Regions from separate parts of the Gossypium hirsutum genome. Here region 1 is linked to region 2. A link is a contact called in public Hi-C data. All regions are on one chromosome and are shown on one strand. Each heading gives the region's core, a stretch centred on a gene start, on an enhancer-like site or on the middle of the called end of the contact. The rest is flanking DNA. Distances are from core to core; before and after follow the strand shown. Region 1 has its middle 10 kb from the start of LOC121214381. Region 2 has its middle 13 kb from the start of LOC121213523.

Region 1 (7,264 bases), core at 1,877-4,376, 380 kb after region 2:
ATTTATTATATGACTAAATATAAATAATTAAATATGTATGTTTAATAATATTGGAAAATATAATATTTTAATAATTTTAATTTTTTTTAAAAATAAAAATAAAATTTATTATCAATATAATAATATTAAGCTTTATTTAAATTAATTTTTATATAAAAATAAAATTACCTATAGAGTAGCTCTTTTCCAGAAAATAACTTATGCTTTTTAAAATGATAAGTCATTTTATAGAAAAAATGACTTATTTTGAGATGACCTGTAAGTCATCTTCCATTGACCAAGCTATTTTCTATTAAATAAATACAGGAAAATGTAGAAAATATTTTCCGTAAAACTTTTTACATGTAAACAAACGGGCCCTAAATGTTTACTCTGTTATAATTTGGGCTTAATTAATTTTTTTTAAAAAGTATAAGCATTAAAATGATCCATTTATTAAGAAAGAGAATAATTTAATTCAATTCCAATAATATAGAGAACTCCTAAATACTTTTAACCCAAAAGAATCATATTTCTAATTAGGCCCAAATTAAGCTTGGGTGAAGGTTTGAAATTTAAGTTTGAGGTTTGGGCCCAAATGAATATACAAATTTTAAAATTAAATTCACAATAAAATAATAAACAAGCCAGTAGACTAGAACAAAATAAAAACTTAGATTTAATGTTGGTGTTGCTTGATAAATTGAAAAATTAAATGCTGAAAAAATAAATGTTGAAAAATTAAGTATTAAAAATTTAGTCATGCATAATATCCTCATCAAGTGAATATAATTAATTATGAGATTAAGAGGAGTGATGTCAAAATTGGACTAAATCAATCAATTGTGTTGGTTAACTGTTAAATAAAAAATCTATGATCCAATTGGTGGTAAAAAATCAAACATAAAGTAAATTATTTTTAACCAGTAAAAAATTATAAATTGAGAAAAAAAAATCAGGATTCAATTGGCGAAATCTTTTTACTTTTTTTTTAGATTTTGTTGAATCATAAAATAGTGAGATGAATTCGATTATTGATCCAATTTTTACAATATTGGCTGAGGGTTAAAAGTAGTTTGAAAAAAAAAATCAACTCTCCTTTAAGTCGGAACCATTTTAAAACTCAAAGAGTAGAAATGGGTCGAATATTTGTACTTTTTTTACTTATCTAAATCTGAATTAGCAAATGTGTCTAAAAATATGAATCCGTAAATTATTGAGTATCTAAATCCGAATTAGCAAATGTATCTAAAAATATGAATCTGTAAATTATTGAGTACTATTGTGTAAATCCAAATCCAAATCCAAATTCAAATTAAAAATCATTATTCGTCATATATTTGAATCCAAAAAAATCTAAATTTGAATATCTTAAAATTAAAATTTTAAAAATAATATAAAATAAAACAAAACAAAATTTATTCATAATTAAAAAAAAATAATGTAAAATGAATTAAGAGAAGTAGTTAAATAAAAATCCAAACAAATTAAACTTAACAACTCCAAAACAATTTATATGTACCTAACAACTTTTTTTTTTGTTTGAATATAATATACCTAATGACTTAAACATAAGAATTCTAAATAAATTATAATTGCATATATTATAATCTACCATAAAGTTAGTTCCACATTTAGAGTTAAAGCTTACATATCATTATATAAAAGCATACATTTAATATCATAATTGTATATAGGATTACATATCATTAATAATATACCCTAATTATATAATGCTAATTGTATATATTATAATTTACCATAATTTTAGTTATACGTGTTAGAGTTTGTGTGACTTGAATTCTGTTACTTGTTGAAAAAATAAATAAGGGGATCTGTGGGGGTGAGAGGTTAAGAGTTGTAGGTTTTTTCAACCCTTAAATAGGTATAGTCAAAACTCCTCTTGTGATACAAATTTCCAAACTTGGAGGGTTTGGAAAATAGCTCGAATGGAAGGACCGTCTCGAATAGGTTCAATTGGTGGAAACCTTGACCCGTAGCACTTGAATACTTTAAGGAACCGTAGTTATATTAAAACTATGACCCACTTAAATGTGAAAGAATACTCGAACCTTGGTAAGCAAAGCCGCCACACTCCGTGATGGGAAATGAATTGATAAGACAATTGGGTGAATGCCACAAACTCATAAAAGTTTGATAAGTTCAGCTTAATCCAATGAAGAACCGTGAGATAATAATCTCACCAACAAAGTTTATATTCAGAATAATTATCTAACCTCAACATCGTCCTTTTACAAGATATATATAGGCCCTAATTTGACTATTCAAATTCAGCAGCTACACTAGCTTTTATCACAACTTAAAATTTGGTTATAACTTTATGATGGGCAACCAATAAGTCATGACTCTTCACTTGATTCAGATAGCTAAAAAGTCATGTCTCTTCATTTGTTGAAAGCTTAATCTTCCATGATTGTGCTGTTTAGTGTCCCTTTATCCCCCTTATGACCAAATGTTATGTTGCTTGACATTCATCTCTTTTAATGGCTCCATAATGATCCTTAAGGGCATGAAACCAATCAGATTTTGAAGAGTCACTCATGATTCATTTAAACAACCACCATAATGAGCTTTAAATGAATGAAATCGATTAGACTTGAAGAGTTATTCTTAGTCCTATAAATAGTCAGCTACAAGATAAATAATTAGACATTAAACATTGACAACTTTTCATATTCATATTCAGCTAAAATATTTAACTTAAAACACACATATTTATGATTGAAACCAGCATAATGTAAATACACACATGCATTTATTTATGAACATGTAACTCCAACCTATGCTTAAATATAATTAACATATAAGATGCATAAATGCATGGCTTAATTAAAATGCAAACTTATTTTCATAATGTACATAATTAAAACACAAACTTAATTAACATATGAGATGGTTTTATGCATGACTTAATTAAATGCAAAATACATAATGCTAGACACAATTAAAGATGTAGACATATAATGCAAGACATAATTTAAAGATACAAACTTATTAAACTGAAATGAAACTTAATTAAAGTCTTCTTAAACTGTCTCATGATTAACCAAACCCAATGGAGGTCTCATCCAACTCTCGGATCAGCATTTGACTTGGTCTTGGCCAATCAGAACATAATTAATTTGGGCTTGTTCCCAATGTCCACACATAGGCCCTTTAAACTCTTCTTTGACCCACTTTGTTCGCCCCCCATAGTTGACCTAATTGGTAAACACAAATGATCAATCTTTGTTCTAGCTATCTCAAGAAGATGTGGTTCATGGAAATTAGGCCCAACTTCAAATTGTTTCACCTTGGCAAGAATTGATTCAGCCTTGGTGGGCAGAATCACATCATCTTGTATCATTCACTTATCGATATTAGTCTATTCATGGGTTTTTCCGAAAGGGTTTTCACGTAAAATTTATGTGTTTTTATTTTTATTTTTCTTATTATTTTGCGATCATTCTATTACCAGTATTGACGTCTCTCATAACAATACGTTTAGGGTTTAATCTTACATATCATTAATATAAAAATGTACATTATAATAATGTAATTGTATATAGGGTTAGTAATCTTAAATAATCTACCTTAATTATATAATCCTAATTGTATATATTATAATCTACCGTAAAATGAGTTACACGTTTAATGTTTAGGTACATATCATTAATAAAATAATACAAATTATAATATCATAATTGTATAATAATATTATTATACATTCATAATTTACATATATATATATAACAATTGATATATTATATGTCCTTAAACATGTATGTATACAATTATTTATAATATAACATGTATTGAATATAATTAAGTGATATTAGAAAATAAATTTATATTATAATATTTATTTTAATTATATAAATATGAAATAATTTTTTTAAAGTAATTTAACTAATTGAGTTAATAAAATAATAAAAAAAGCAGTGAAAAATTTAGGAATTACGATGGTCTCATCTCATTGTTTGCTTAGGTTTAAAAATAAAAAAATAAAATTTAGAAGAAGCTACATGACATTTAAAAGAAGACGAAATAGTTATTTTCAATTTTATTATTAATTAGTATATTTATTTTAAAAAAATATTTTTATTATATTTTTATACATTAATTATTAACTTGTGTAAATTATAACTAATGTTTAAGAGCAGTATTAGTAGTTAAAACATGGTTTTATGTGTAAGAGGTTTTGGGTGCAAACTTGTTAGAAGAGGTCTATTTGCATCCGCTTTGAATCCGTAAAATTTGAATTGGATAAATCCGAAATTCGAATTGCCATCCCTATCAAAGCTATAAAGCTTTGGGACTTGAGTTAGCAATAACTTTCACCTTGAGGTGTGAACTTTTTTTATCCAAATTAGTCATTGAATTTGATAAATGTTTCTATATTGGGATATGGACTAGACAATTGCTCTCACATTAGAATTTTAATTTTTTTATTTAAATTAATCCCTAAACTTAAAAATTGTTTTAAGAACTGTTTTCATATTGAAGTTTGATATTTGGCAATTATTCTCCCATGAAAGTCTAAACTTTAAAATTTTGAAGGAAACATTAAAGATTAATTTAGATAAAAAAATACATACCCAAAGTGAGAATAATTTCGAATTCCGTATTCCAAAAGGTAATAGAACCATTGAACTCTTGAAAGAAAAGGGGAAGGAAATATAATGGCCTGGAGAGCCCATCCTGGAAAAAAGGGGCTCACTTAGAAAGCACTTGTTAGATTGTATATGAGCCAGTTATGTTGAGTAAAGTGGGCTGACATTAAAGACATAATTGAGGTAGCAAGTTCCAGAATTGGGGTAGATCCTGAATGAATTCATTGAATTGAAAGTTGATGGGATATTTAATGGTTGAAAGCAAGATACTTTGCCCAATAAAGAGAAACTCCCATAACTTTAATTAATTAATGCTTGAATCAAAGCCTTTAAACTTTTCTTATGTTTCATGATTAAGCTTTCCAAAGGTGACAACTCACTCCCACAAATCGATAGGACAACTTTTAACTACAATTCAACCCTATAAAACAAAAAACATTGGCATTGGGTTGCCAACCCCTACTCCTCTTTCTTGGGTGTTTTCCGGGCTCCGGCCAAGTAATCAACCCCTGGTCTCTCCCCACATAAAGTGCCCAACCGAAGTGACACTGTCTAAAGTATCTTATTATCATATATATATTTTTTATAATTTGACATATTATATATAAAAATTTAAAGTTATAATGATTAATTGTTTACATAATTCTTCGACTTTCAACCATTTAAAAATTTTGAAAAGTGTAATTGTATTAATTATTTAAACATGTAATATATATCTACAAACAATTATATTTTTTAATTAAACAAATATTTACACTTAAATTTAATTTTTGTTTGACTTTTTAAAAACATCCTAAAACTTTAGAGGTAAAATTTAGATAAAATCCGTCCACCCCAATATATTGACTAATATGTTTTATAACTATTTTTATATTTTTAATTATGATTTTTTAGTTTATAAGAATATATAACATATATCTTGATTTTAAAAATATTTATATATTTTTATTATAATTTTTTAGCTATTATAAAATTTTATAAATATATATGACTTGATTTTTTAAAAACTAATATACTTTTAGAATATTATATAAAATTTCGGTATGAATTAAAGAAACCATTCTAGAGCCGAGTTGAAAACAGTATTAAAATATATTAAATAAAGTTCACACAACATTAATTTAAGTGTATGTAAATAAAAATATAGTTCAACTCAGCTGTGATCTTAGTTTTGATTCACCAGGTCAATATTTACTATATAACCAATTGTGATAGTATCTATGTCGCTCACAATCACACTTAAATCCTTGATCTAAATGTCACAAATTGAAATATGTGTTTCTCAGTGTAATTATTGAGCAATCCCATCTATCATGCATGGGGTCGATACCCATCATTCGAAAGGTGCCCCCACATTTGGATCTCGATGAATAGAAATTTCTTATCATAGGCTGCAATATTGAAATGAAGATATGGAGGAGACATAGTCTCATTGAATACACTTGCTTTCCAATAGCCTTATATCTTTAAGTGGACCCTTTTTATAATGATGGTTGCGAAAATTTTGCTCTTACATTTTGCTGCTTTGCATGCCATGGTTTGATTATCTCTTTCAAAGCAAACACACATAACCCTACATAGATATATATAAATTTAAGATATATGGTGGACTGTAGATATTTGATATTAAAATGGCTTTTTTATTAAGACATGAGATGAGTGAAGGAATAGGAGGGCAAATAAAGAAGAAAGAAGGAAAAAGGAAGGAGGAAGGAAATAGAGAAAATGGTTAATTGTAACTTAACAAGCCTTTTTAATTTATAACATGGTTTGTTTAGGTTAGACATATGAATTGAAAGAGTACTTTATTTGTTTATAGAGGAACTATTCTATTGAGTGCAAAACAATGAAAGTAAACTTAATTATGTCAATCAATTTACATCTAAGCTTTTAGGGGAAAAGTCTTGAAGAGAGAGTGATCATGTTTAGAGTATAGGAGCGAGGTTGCTACTTGGTGAGTGACTGAGACTTAAATCACAACTTGTACTAATTGAAGCATAGTAGATTAACTCTCTAAGCAAGGCCTCGCAAACATAGGAAGTTTTCAAACTGTGTGAACAAGCCTTTGGTGTCTATCTCTATTTATCTATAGTAGTGACTTAGTCCAATTGCAACTTAACCTATAGATGGATGTATATTTGGAAGGAAAAAATCAACATTCTCACACTAAAGAACCTTACAACCCTAAAATTAAAATTGTAAACCAGACAAATATATGTTCTGTAACACCCCAAAATTTTAATTTTGGGTATTGTGAATGTGTGACACAAAATATCTGTCTGCTTTAGTGGTTATGTGTTTTGGTTGTGTTTGGGAGGTCCCAAGTTCAAGCTAGGACTTGGGAAAATTTTGGTATTTATCTTTTGTCGGTAGGCTTTTAAGTAAAAATTGGCAAATAATTAACAGAATGGGCCTGCTGGTCTGGTGCATAAGTGAAGTGTTGATGTGAAGGAGGTCCTGTGTTTGAATCTTCGTGTGGGCATTATTTTTGCTCCTGAGTCCAGGAGAGTTTGAGATGGACTAAAATTCTGAGTAGTGGATGTAGTAGGGAGTTTGATAGAGAGAAACAAGGGATTGGGGTGGTTATCAAATATTTTGTTCATCTTTTTTTCTTCTTTTTTTTTTACTTTCCCCAAAATCCTTCCACCCTTTTGCCATTTTTCTCTTCATTT
Region 2 (6,969 bases), core at 4,100-6,599:
AAAAGGCTTAGCATTTCCCATCTATTTTTTTATTTCTATTCTATAATCTCACACGCTCTTCAACTTAAATACTTTTTCTAGTCTTTTTATACCTAAATTTCTATTCACCCTCTACTTCTTATAATATAGAAAATTATTTCTAAAATAAATCATAAATGTCATATAGCACTTAGAGTTGAAATAGCTAGGAAAACTACTCCTAGTCGCCCTCTACTTCCTATAATATAAATTATTTCTATTCACCCTCTACTTCTTATAATATAAAAAATTATTTCTAAAAGAAATCATAAATGTCCAACTTGTTAAGGCAATAATCAAATTGTTTCTTTCCTAATGTTTTTTGTAAATATATCTGCTAGCTGATCTGTAGTAGAGACATACGAAAGAGAAATAAGATTCTCTTAAATTGCATCCCGAATAAAATGACAATTCACCTCAATATACTTTGTATATTCGTGATTAATAGAATTATGAGCAAAGAACAGACTAATTGTGACAAAGGAATAGATTCATTATATTATTAATGTGTAGTTTTTTCACATTAAAACCTAATTAAAACAAACAGTTTCATTGGTAGTGATATATATTTGTTTAATATTGTGGTTTTAAAAAAATTAAAATTTATTAAATATTCATAATTATTATTATATAAAACTTGGAATTTTTAAATCTTTCGTGCATTGCACAACCAAGAAAAGTGATATATATAACACATTCCATTTGCTAAAAGTTTCTTAGAGTAATAATATAAATTATAATATATTATTTGAGAATCAATTTTACCAAGTAAATTATTTTAAATATCAATATAATTAATTTATAATATACCATATTTTTATAATAAAATTACATAAAGCAATTGGTTTTATATAACAAATTAATGTTATATCATTTCGATGCAAACAAATAACCATAAAAATATGGATTTTAATTAAAATATACTTAAAATTATTATATTACAAAAAAAAGTTTAATTTAAATTAATATTAAATTAGTAATTTATATTGAGGTTTAGACCTTGAAATTACCTAAATATAATCAAGGTTTTCATAATCAAATTGGTTAGACCATCAATTTTTTGGTTCAATTGAATAAATTATTAAAAATTTAAAAATTAAAACAATAAAAATAGAGAAAAACCGATTTAATCAATTTTTTAGCTCAATTCAACCAATTTGTGATTCAATCTATCCAACCCCTTATTCCAAATTGAAACCACGACTAATTCTTGATCTAACCAGTCCGACCAAATAATTTAATATAATTCAAAATACTGAATATAATTACATTTAATGCAAAATAATTTAAACTCGAATCTAAAATAATTTAAACACCTAAAATTTTAAACTTTAAATGAAAAAAAAAACCTAAACTCAAAATAACCTAACATAAACCTATCAAATCAGTCCATTGCCACCTCAACTCATGGATAGAATGTTGGATTAAGGAAAAGGAAGAGATTTTATAAATATAAGCTGGGTACACGGTCCAGCCCATTTAAATTGTAGCCTATAAGTTCTCAAAATACCTTTTTCTTCAGCTAAGGGCCAGCTTACAATTACACACTAACAAATTGCATTATATACCAAAAATACCTTTGGAAACCATGTAGTTAATATATATATATATATATGTATGTATGAGTTTAAAAATAAATTAATAATGATATATATACAATCTATATTGAATTAAAATAAAAAATTAATTTAAATTATAAGTAAAAAAAAACTTTAAATACCTAAACATATCATATTATAAATATTAAATACAATCTAATTGTTCATCATCATTTTTTTATTTTTTATAACATGTTAAAATGTTATCATGTTGGTCAAAGGAAAATTCAATATTGAGTCGATTTGTGGCACCAACTTAATCGCAGATATTATGTATACTAATTTTTGTTACACCCATGATGTAAGTGAAAGAAAAACATAATATTAAAATTATAATTATAAAAAAAAATGGGATGAAGTTCAAAACTGCACATGAACTTTGGTTCAATGTGCAATGCTATAGGTGAACTATAATTTTGTACAAATTTATACATTAAATGTTTATTTGATTCAAATTTCACAATTTACTAATACAACTATAGATATAACATCATTTTAAACAAATAGTTATATTTATTTAATACAAAAATAAAATTAATATACTTATTTCTTTAAATTGTAAAATTAGATCAAAATCGGAGTTTCATATATACATTTGAACTACAATAAAATAATTAAAGTTTGTGCATCAAAATTGTACTTGAACCAAAATTCATGTAGAATTTTGATACTTCTCCCTAAAAAATATCAATAATTGAGTTATAGATGAAATGGTAAAATACTTATTGTAAACATTGTTTAGGCTTAGGTACATTCTTACACATTACATTAAATTATTCAAAAAATTTATAAAAAAATTATATAGATATCGGTAAGGATTTCATACAAGAAAAATTAAGAACCTGTCAAATATATTTAATTTACATTAAAAAAATAAAAATTAAAAAATAAAAGAATACATGACCTGCTTGTAGAGTTGTTTAGTTCAATTGCAAATGTACCCTACAATAATCTTTTGGTTAAATGAAATAATTTCAGTTTTAGTCTCTCCCAGTTATAAGTATTCAATTTAAATCCTTTTAAAACAGAAAAATTACCCCAAGCACATTAAAATTCTAAAATTTTATTATCCACAAAAGGAGATGTGTAGTACAAAGCCAGTTTCAATCAAAGCATCCTTGTTGATTTGTGTAGCTAAGGCAGCCATTACAGGCCGGCACGACGCCACCATTGTCATCACTCTCTCTATACCAAATGTTTGTGGTGGGCAATCATTTGAAGGAGACAAGGCCTGACTTCGGCAGGCACCGGTGGGGTTAATCATCAACCAAATTTCATTAATTTAAATAAATAAATTACACTTACCTGTCCAACAAGCTCAGATACATTTGAATAATCTCTTCAAAGAGTTTAAGAAACCTCCTTTGATGTTTCCCTTCACGTACTGCATATAATATGCATGAACCTCACATCATTATTCTAACCAATTGCACATGTTTTTTTTCCTTTTTCCTTTATTTATTTATTTATTTCCTTTTTCATACATGTTTTTGGACCTCACCGCTAATAACATTTTTATCTAATAAATTAAATTAAAATAATTGTATTTGTCCATAATAGTGATTAATTATTTTATCGTGGATGCTCCATGAAGAGGTAAATGGATAACCATAAAATGTGCTCTATTCTCATGAGTGAGAATCGAGCTCCCCATCATATGATTAAGGAAAGAGATGAACACCTTATGACAATTAAAAATCTAAAGTTAAAATTATTTGCATATAAATTAGACTTGAAATTATGAAAATATAGAAATTAATAAGAAAAATTAACCTGATTTGGATTTCTCAAGAGCATTTGATTTTGATCCAAAAACATATGAAAGGACATAAATTGTAATTATTGTTCCATAACTCAAATGGTCAAATATTACACAAAATAATATTCCATATCTAGGTTTGATTTATGTTGGAAATATATCCATTTGCCATGAAGCCTTTCATTGCTAGATGAAGAGAATCTCTTCAATTTTAATTGTTCTTTTTTTTTCAAATAAGAAGATTTTGATGTCACCTTAAGATGAGACATATTGGGATGGAATAATAAGACATCATTGTGATTTTTTTTATTTGTATTTTTTTAAGAATAAAATATATCTATCAAGAAAAATGTGATTGAAAAAAAATGTTTACAATACTATATATACATATATATATACTCTTTCTTGTCCATTGTGAGGTTGTGGTGAATTAGAGCAAAATTGTTCCATGTGCACTTGAGGGAAAAAAATTTATTATGGAATTCTTTTCAAAGAGTATCCTATGTAATTTCTAAGATGAGCTTGCTTAATTTAATTTCTAGCAAATATTTTTGGTAATTTAATGCAATTCTACAAAAATTAACTCAATTCCATTGTACTAAAGGATTGAATAAAATAATATATTTTGAAAACAACTTCATCTCCCTTCTTAATAATATTATCTAGACTATATTTAAGGGCTTCAATTGATTAATTTTATAAAATAATAAAAATTATTGTGGGGATATTATTTTCATTTCAAATCATGTTAAATTCTGATGGGATTTCATTCCAAACTTTTACCATTTCTTCATTTAATTTTTGTTTTATAAATTTATTATTTTCACATAAACAATAAAACAAGCATGCAAAGTGAATGGAATGGATGTAAATGTAATTTGAAAATCTTGTGGGAAAAAAGTGTTGTAAAAGTAATATTTCAAAATCAACTTTTTGAAAACAAAAGCAAAAAGGAGGTACAAAAAGCAAATGGTTTCAACTTCAATAAAATCTCAAACCTTTTGCTTCAGCAAAACCTCATTATCTATACTAACAACCAATTCTTTTCACTCAATTGGATAATACATGCATAAATGCAAAAGAAATATTTTTGAGGATTTTACTCGTTTAATTAAAAAATTATCCATTTTTCATAAGTTTTTTTTATATAATAATTCATCCTAAAATAAATCAACATCTAATTAATAGGATAAAACTTGAGATCTCCCACTTCTCATAATTAATCACTCATTTATTTTTCCTAAAAAAAATATCTTACTTTTTTTTTCTCTCTTTAATAAATATTTTTTCCTCAAGATCTGAGATTTAATTCTATGCTACCCTATGTGTAAGCTTGTAATGGCACCCAAAAACAAAAGAATTTGATTACATGCATTTGCATGTCTAACAAAGTTTAATATATATAAATATGCACTAGATTAGTAACATATATGTTAAAAATATACAGATTTATTTAGTGTTTTGTTAATCTTTCTACAATAAATAATTTTATGAAAAAAATCAATAATAAATTTTAGATTTGATTCAGTTTATATATTTATTTTTAATGCTTTTGAAATTATTAATTAATTTATTAATGATATGACTTAATATGCACAGGTGAATCCAGAAATTCTTTCAGGGGAAGAAATTGAATTATAAATTGAGAAGTAAAGATGTTTATTTAAATAATTGTATTAATTTAATAGTATTAATATGATATATAAGTGTTTGAATTTTGTTTTACTTATAACATAATCTGTTTTTTATTTTGATATTATACATATTTATGTATTATTGTATATTATTTTTAAATATAAATTTATATTCTAAATAAACGGAAAATAATAATTTGAAAAAGTTTGAATAAAAGTGTTGTTAGAAAATAAAAGTGAAAGAAAGTGGTTTGACTTGAAAGGGCCGGGGATGGATTGGTGGATTAGGGTCCGTCCAAAAACGAGGTAAGGGCAAAAAGGCCGACACTCTCTGACAGGAGGGTGAGTGAATGAACACGTGTGAAGTGGACAAGCTATAAAACTGGACGCATTATGTAGATGCATGGAATGACGGTGCATTTATAAGTCACTGTTACCTCTCTTGTCTTCACTCAAAAATGTTTGTAATGTGGCCCCATTTTGATTTTCTAACATTTATGGTACTTGGATTGCGTGGTCGGTCGGTTTGTGTTTTATTAATTCTTTTTAAAGGTAGACCAGATTGTTGAAGCCAAACAATATACAAACATATTAGTTAATTTTAAGCCATGTTTTATTTATGTGAGAATAAAATATCTCATGCTATTTTCTCCAATATAAACAATTCCTCCCATTCTCAAAACGTTAAAATTTTCTATTAGTCCCTATACTTTATGGAAGTTGTGAATTTAGTCTACTATACTTTGATTTGATCAATGCTAGTTCATGTCCTTTTTGAATTTTAAAATTTCAGTCCTCATCAAATGATAATTGTTAAATTTATTAAGTTAAGTTCTTCTGTTTCCAAAACTTGATGCACCAAACATATTATCGTGTGTAATGCCATGTCAGCTTATTATTTCCACATATTACTCATTACAAATCTAGTTAATGGATTGACGATTTCCATTCGCGTTAAGATTAAAATTTCAAATTCAATAAGCATATGGATTTAGAATGATCAGATTGGAGAAAATGGACCAAACCTACAATTGTACGCATAGTACACAACTAGTAATTGAATTTGACCAAACAAAATCAACTGTTTCTATTTGAGTCAATACTAAAATTTCAAAATTCAAAAAGTACAAGGGCTATAATCAATCATTTTGAAAAGTACATGTACTAAAAATGATCAAATTAAAATACAAAGACTAAATCCATAAATTTTGAAATGTATAGAGAATAATACTAAAATTTAATCTTCTCAAAATTTGCTTAAAACAACGGTTAAAACTTTCATCTAACATCTACATGATACATATTTAAATATTGTCACCCCTTACCCCTCTACAGTATTGTCATGATAAAAAAAATATCTTCCTATACATATTTAAATATGGTCACGCAAATAAAATAATAAGCACGAGAATAACCTGGTTTTTGTGGGTTTCTTTTTTCTAGGAAATTCATATTAATAGACAAATTTATTAAATAATTTCCTGAATTTTTATTAAATAATTTTACGATTAATTTTTATTATTCACGATTTTGATTTTTCTTAAAAATTATCTAGTTTTGGGGTGTGTGCTCAAACTCACCTCATCCTGTACTGACAACAATGTTAATGCCAATCGAACTAAGACTCAACTGACAAGAAATTATATTTATCTTTAAATTTTTTTATATTAAATATTAAATTAATTTTAAATAAATTATCTCTTTATTTTAAAATTTTATGTTATTGAATTAACTTTTAAGGCTATAATAATAAAATTATTGAATATTAAATTGTTAAGCTTAAAATATAATTTAAAAAAAAACATTTTTTGGGACAACAAACTAAGCTATTTCTAGGGTAGGTGAACACCTAGCCAATAGGTCACAACTTTAGTTCAATAAAGATGCATATTAGGGTTTTTTACACAAATGGTATAGAAAAAAAATACTGAAATAGGATGTCAAAAAAATTTACTAAAAT

Evidence for each region. A called contact is a pair of places that touch in the nucleus more often than the background predicts.
Region 1: a Hi-C map of leaf shows a contact between it and region 2, with 2.1 times the contacts expected there. The contact joins two enhancer-like sites. A contact is called at or near these places in 2 of 34 Hi-C or Micro-C datasets (leaf and petal).

The regions. Positions count from the first base shown.
Region 1 is chrD01:33,332,140-33,339,403 of Gossypium_hirsutum_v2.1, forward strand. No RefSeq gene overlaps it. Among protein-coding and RNA genes, the nearest start is that of LOC121214381, 10 kb to the right of the region's middle. Within about 2 kb of position 3,127, at least 3 of the 9 cell types and tissues checked have an H3K27ac peak or open chromatin away from gene starts, as enhancers often do. A contact at or near this core is called in leaf, where this site is marked.
Region 2 is chrD01:32,948,717-32,955,685 of Gossypium_hirsutum_v2.1, forward strand. No RefSeq gene overlaps it. Among protein-coding and RNA genes, the nearest start is that of LOC121213523, 13 kb to the right of the region's middle. Within about 2 kb of position 5,350, at least 3 of the 9 cell types and tissues checked have an H3K27ac peak or open chromatin away from gene starts, as enhancers often do. A contact at or near this core is called in leaf, where this site is marked.